Regions from separate parts of the Pan troglodytes genome. Here region 1 is linked to region 2. Evidence: chromatin contacts called from public HiChIP or PLAC-seq data. All regions are on one chromosome and are shown on one strand. The core of a region is the stretch at or near the end of the contact, and the rest is flanking DNA. Distances in the headings are between cores, read along the strand shown.

Evidence for each region. HiChIP or PLAC-seq counts read pairs in DNA pulled down with a chosen protein or histone mark.
Region 1: an H3K4me3 HiChIP or PLAC-seq map of stem cell-derived excitatory neurons shows a contact between it and region 2, with 2.8 times the contacts expected there. The contact joins the promoter of TM9SF2 here to the promoter of UBAC2 in region 2. A contact is called at or near these places in 1 of 7 Hi-C or Micro-C datasets (stem cell-derived neural progenitor cells) and 1 of 1 datasets of contacts at active chromatin or transcription factors (stem cell-derived excitatory neurons).

Annotation. Positions count from the first base shown.
Region 1 is chr14:105,107,037-105,110,049 of NHGRI_mPanTro3-v2.0_pri, forward strand. TM9SF2 (transmembrane 9 superfamily member 2) reads left to right here and starts at 1,674. Exons shown (of 19, transcript XM_016925490.4): 1 at 1,674-2,020. LOC129136860 (a long non-coding RNA gene) reads right to left here. Exons shown (of 3, transcript XR_010150548.1): 2 at 2,831-3,013; 3 at 1-2,269.
Region 2 is chr14:104,812,072-104,815,057 of NHGRI_mPanTro3-v2.0_pri, forward strand. It overlaps UBAC2 (UBA domain containing 2), which reads left to right and starts at 1,611. Exons shown (of 9, transcript NM_001246491.1): 1 at 1,611-1,696. The coding sequence starts at 1,666.

The DNA of each region.
Region 1 (3,013 bases), core at 424-2,923, 300 kb after region 2:
TGCAAACATCTGATTAGTTGCAGAAAGCAACCAATCAGAGGCACTTTCAATTTTCCAGCTGCCGCACAGAAAAGGTGGGGGTTTGCAAAGGGAGTGTCCTCTGGGCCTTTTGTTACTTAGGAGTGGAAAGTTAGGGTTTTCCTTTCCAAATGGCTCTAGGAAGTCAGTGTGAAACGGCCTTAGGTTCCCTGCTCGCAGACCCTGTTCTCCTGCCTAACTACTAGAGTACAGTGTGCACTTCCTAAAAACGGAAGCACTTTTGCTAATAATTTTAACTTGACACAAAAGTAGGGTGATCCGATAAAATACCCTTATGTCCCATGTAATAGTTGGAATGTACTTATACTAAAAAATTATTCATTGATCATCTGAAATTAAAATTTACCTGGGCATACTGTACTTTTATTTGCTATATCTGACAATCTTATACAGAAGTCGTCATGGGAAACTCAGAAAAGGCTGTCCAAATTATTCTGGCAGAGAGGAGTGGAAGAAACAAATGCCATTTAGGTTGGGTGCAGTGGCTCACACCTGTAATCCCAGCACTTTGGGAAGCCAAGGTGGATCACGAGGTCAGGAGATGGAGACCATCCTGGCCAATATGGTGAAACCCCATCTCTACTAAAAATACAAAAATTAGCTGGGCGGGGTGGTGCGTGCCTGTAACCCCAGCTACTGGAGAGGCTGAGGCAGGAGAATCGCTTGAACCAGGGAGTCAGAGGTTGCAGTGAGCCAAGATGGCGCCACTGCACTCCAGCTTGGCGACAGAGTGAGATTCTGTTTCAAAAACAAAAGAAAAAGAAAAAAAGACACAAATGCCATTAAAAAAAATTTAAAAATTAAAAACAAAAAACTGTGGGGCCGGGCGTGGTGGCTCACGCGTGTAATCCCGGCACTGGGGGAGACCAAGGCAGGCGGATCACCTGAGTTCAGGAGTTCGAGAACAGCCTAGCCTGGCCAACATGGTGAAACCCCATCTCTACTAAAAATACAAAAATTAGCTGGGCGTGGTGGCTGGCACCTGTAATCCCAGTTACTTGGGAGGCTGAGGCACGAGAATCGCTTGAACCTGGAAGGCGGAGGTTGCAGTGGGCTGAGATCCTGCCACTGCACTCCAGCCTAGGCAACAGCGAGACTCTGTTGCATTTAAAAAAAAAAATTGTGGTAAAATATACATAATAGAAAACTTACCGTCTAACCATTTTTAAGTGTACACTTCTGTGACATTAGCATATTTGCATTGTTGTGCAGTCATCACCATTCATCCCAACTTTTTCACCAACCCATACTGAAACCGTATGCCATTAAACAGTAAATCCCCATCCCTCCTTCTGCAGACTCTCTCTACAACCACTGCTCTACTTTCTGTCTCTATGAATATGACAGCACCATAGTATTGGCGGTAAATCAGAGTTGGCAAATGCAATCTGAAGCAGAGGAGAGGAGAGAGTCATATCCCTCAAGTTTTACAGTCCCATTAAAAGTATTAGTACTTTGAGAAAAGGACCGTCACGATCATGGGGAGAATGAAGGAAAAACTCCATTTCTTTCCAGTTTGCAACTGGAATTGTCACTTTCGTCTTTCGGCACGACAGCGCCCAGGCCACAAAAGCCCACAGGGCAGGGCCTCCATTTTGTGGCCTGCGTGGAGGGCGGGGCGGTCTCTCTCCGCCACGCCCCGGCACCGGGTAGACACCGCAGCCACGTAACCAAGGAACCCCGAGTGAGGCGTTGGCCAGGTGAGGCCGGATCCGGAAGTAGGGGGACCACTTCGCCCCGCGTCCGAGCCCCGCCCCCGGCCCCTCCCACCAGACCCTGGCCGACCTAGATGACGTGTCCGAGTAGGAGTTGGCGAGGTGCGGCCGGCCGGCCGGTCCTGCGCATGCGTGATACTTGCACCGGTCGAGATGGTAGCATGAGTCTGGAGGTCATTTTCTTTGAGAAAGGCTCCGCTTCTCCGGGTTTTTGCTGATGCCGATCCCGGGGGATTGAGGAAACATCGAGCTCTGGAGTGGAAAAGGTTGCAGACTTTTAGACTCCCAAGTTGTTGTAGTCTCAATCTCTAGTGGCTGCGTTACTGCAGGAAGTCACGGAAGCCTCTCCCCTTTCTTAGGCGCATCCTTGGCTGTAAAAGGAGGTTAAAAGCCCCTGGAAAACCTCAGGTTTATTTCAGCTCTGAAAGTCCGGTTCCAAATTTAGATCCAGCACTCTTGTGGCCTGGCCAGTGATGGTCGTGGAGTGCTTTCCCCGCGCCTGCGGTCTCTAGGCTCTGTGGATGTAGAGGTGTGGGATGTAGGAGCAGGCCCTTACCCGTGGAATTCACATATAAATGGGGGAATGAGACAGCAAACAAACAAACGTGATCCTTCCTGATAGTGGTAAATGTGGGATGCCGAGGTTTAAGCAGACGAGTGGTATTAAGGGATTTCAAGGTTTTATAAAATTGATTTTGCCAAGAGTGGAAGCTGAGAGGCTACTGCAGTAAGAAGTCCAGGGGAACTAAGAATTTGGCTTGGACCAGGGTGGTAGCTGTGGGCATGGAAAGTACTGAAAGGATTTAGTCCATAGTTTAGCAGCCCAACCAACGGGACCTGCTGAAGGACTGGAGGTAGGTAGTGAGGAAATGAGAAATTTAGGTTCTCCTCTAGGGTTGGGGCCTGAGAAGAGATGGGCAGCGATGCCGTTTCCTGGAAAACTGGGAGAGGAAATGTTTGGGATGAGGGCAGTGAGATATAATGAAGGTCAAGTTTTTTTTTGTTTTTTTTTTTTTTTGAGACGGAGTCGTGCTCCGTCGCCCAGGCTGGAGTGCAGTGGCACGATCTCGGCTTACCGCAAGCTCCGCCTCCCGGGTTCACGCCATTCTCCTGCCTCAGCCTCCCAAGTAGCTGGGACTACAGGCGCCTGCCACCACGCTCGGCTAATTTTTTTGTATTTTTAGTAGAGACGGGGTTTCACCGTGTTAGCCAGGATGGTCTCGATCTTCTGACCTCGTGATCCGCTCATCTCGGCCTCC
Region 2 (2,986 bases), core at 361-2,860:
TCTCTACTAAAAATACAAAAAATAGCCAGGGTGGTGTCAGGTGCCTGTAGTCCCAGCTACTTGGGAGGCTGAGGCAGGAGAATCGCTTGAACCGGGGAGGCAGAGGTATCACTGAGCCGAGATCGCGCCACCGCACTCCAGCTGGGGAGAGTGAGACTCCGTCTCAAAACAAACGAACAAAATAAGACTGTGAAAATGAACTTTACGAATAAAGCCTAAAGAAGCAAATAAAAGTCATACTTTTGCCTTCTATAATCAGTGTTAACATTTTGGCCCACTGGAACCTCTCTTTGAGGGTAGGGACTGTGTTGATCTACGAATCACAGATTTAGCACACTGGCTGGCACTTATGAGCACTGAAAATGCTTTTTTTTTTTAGTACTCCATAGCCTATTCCTTTCATTTAGCTGGGTAGTGTGGTCAATTTTCCCCATAACATGCATTCTCACATAATTGCATGTATTTCTGGGGTACAGTGTGATGGTTCCATACATATACACATTGTGCAACCATCTAATCAGGGTAATTAGCACATCCATCACCAAAACACTTGTCATTTCTTTGTGGTGAGAATATTCAAAATCCTCTCTTCTAGCTATTTTGAAGTTAACATTATCGTTGAGTATAGTCATCCAAATGTGCAAGAGAATACCAAAACGTATTCCTTCTAACTATAACTTTGTGTCTGTTGACCAACCTCTTCCCATCTTCCTCCCCACTAACTCTCCTCTGTACAAGAAAAACCACTCTTTTACTCCCTACTTTCACGAGATCAACTTAAAAAAAAACTTTTTAAAACGACTGCATGATAGTTTTCAGGCTCGCACATTTAAAAACCGTGACTTTGGCAAAGAGTAACTTCATTCTGCTGGGGAAAAAAATTTAAATGGCCTGAGTCCGGAAGCTCGCCAGGGCAGAAGCGCAGGGTCGCTCCGCCGGGCTCGCCGCGCCGGGGACCCCCCAGCCACCCGCCACCACGGCGGGGAGGGCAGGGTGCTGACTCCAGGGACCACGACAGTCGGCCCCGGTGGTGGGGATTCCGCGCGGGACCCACGCGGGAACAAAGAGGCGGCTGGACGGCCCAGCCCTCCGCACCCGGAAGGACCTGTTCCACCTCTCCGGCTCCCGTACCCCTCTATCCGCATCTGAGTGACCAGATCCCACTGCAGTCAACAGCCCGCGGGGTAGCCAGCTTCGAGGGACCGCCCGGAAAGACACAACGCGCGTGGAAGGCGCCGGGCGTCCAGTCTCGGGAGAGATTAGAGGTGGAGCTCCTGCCCAGCGCCGGCAATCCAGGGGAATCCGCGGCCATCGCGGATCCACCAGGGGTGAGGCGGCACTGAGCACAAGTGTGAGGCTCTCGGGAGCTACGCCTCCGCTTCCCCAGTGCCACCCGTTTCTACCTCAGGCGGTTCTGACCGCCATCGTTTCAACCTGGAGAGGTGGGCCCTCCCCTACGGACGCACTTCCCTTCCCCGGCAGGAAGGAGGGCGCTGACCCAGGGGGCGCACGCCCCTGACTGCGCATGCGCCGTTCGTCAGCGGCGAGGGGCCTCGCGGCGCCGGATTCGTCGCTCCGCCAAGAGTGCGCCTGCGCGGTCGCTGGGGCTCGCACTTCAGCTTCCCCTCCCCCGGCGCCCTCTGGGGCTCCGAGCCCGGCGGGACTATGTTCACCAGCACCGGCTCCAGTGGGCTCTGTGAGTACCGGCCTCCGCCATCCTGGCTGCCCCCTACACGCCACCCTAGGCACCTCTTTGAGGAGGCTGGGGCAGCGGGGACCCTCGGGTTTGCCGGAGGTGGTGGGGCCGACCCTCCAGACCCGCGTCCGAACCCTGCTAGTTCCCGGTCTTGGGGGTTAGCGGAAACCGCCCCCATTTCGGCCTGGAGGGGCGAATGGGGACAAAGCCCCGCCGCCCGCCCCGACCCCACCTGGTATCCCCAGGTGCGCTGCCCAGGAGTCTCTTGGGGCCGCTGCAAATGGGCAGGTGCCCTGGTGTTCTCGTGGGCCGGCCCCAGGCCCTTTGCGGAGTGTGTGCCGCGCTGAAGGAAGGGGCCGTCCCCCTTACCATGCCCCATTCTTTTAGGCTTGGGGGACCGAACTAACTCCCCCCGCCCCCACTTGCAAAGTTCAGCCTCCGCTTTAGAAGCTGACCTCTCAGTTTCACTTGGATGTGTTTCTTCTTCAGTCTCCAAGAAGAGTTTTTAGACAAACACTGATGAGAGTGCTTTCAAGTGGAGGGAAGTTAGGAAGTCGTGGCGAGGGAGCGCAGCTGTGCTGCTGGATGTTGCTGTTTTCCTGGCGTGTTAGCGGTGGTCAGCAGGTAGGGGGCGGAGAAGTATTTTTACAGCCAGTTAAACGGTTTTTCTCACTGAGTGTGTGGAATTGACTTTCGGTAAGGTAGACTGCGTGTTAACAGGCACGGGTACAGCAACGGAGAACAGCTCTAATTTTGCAATTGCTTGTCACTGTTCATACTCCATGTGAAGTTAATGCTGCTGGAGGACAGAAACATCTGACATTTCCAAATATTAAAGATCTGTTGGCCGGGCGCGGTGGCTCACGCCTGTAATCCCAGCACTTTGGGAGGCCGAGGTGGGCGGATCACGAGGTCAGGAGATCGAGACCATCCTGGCCAACACGGTGAAACCCCGTCTCTCTACTAAAAACACAAAAAATTAGCTGGGCGTGGTGGCGGGTGCCTGTATTCCCAGCTACTCGGGAGGCTGAGGCAGGAGAATGGCGTGAACCCGGGAGGCGGAGCTTGCAGCGAGCTGAGATTGCGCCACTGCACTGTGGCCTGGGCGACAAAGCGAGACTCCATCTCAAAAAAAAAAAAAAAAAAAAATCTGTTGGGAATGTCATGAATCTTCTGAGAATGTGTGTGTCGTCTTATAGTCTGACAGTGAGTTAGTATCAGCGCCACAGGCATAATTTTAAATCTTCCTCACTTCTCAACTTCTCAGGTTTTGAAGTGGTTTCAATATTT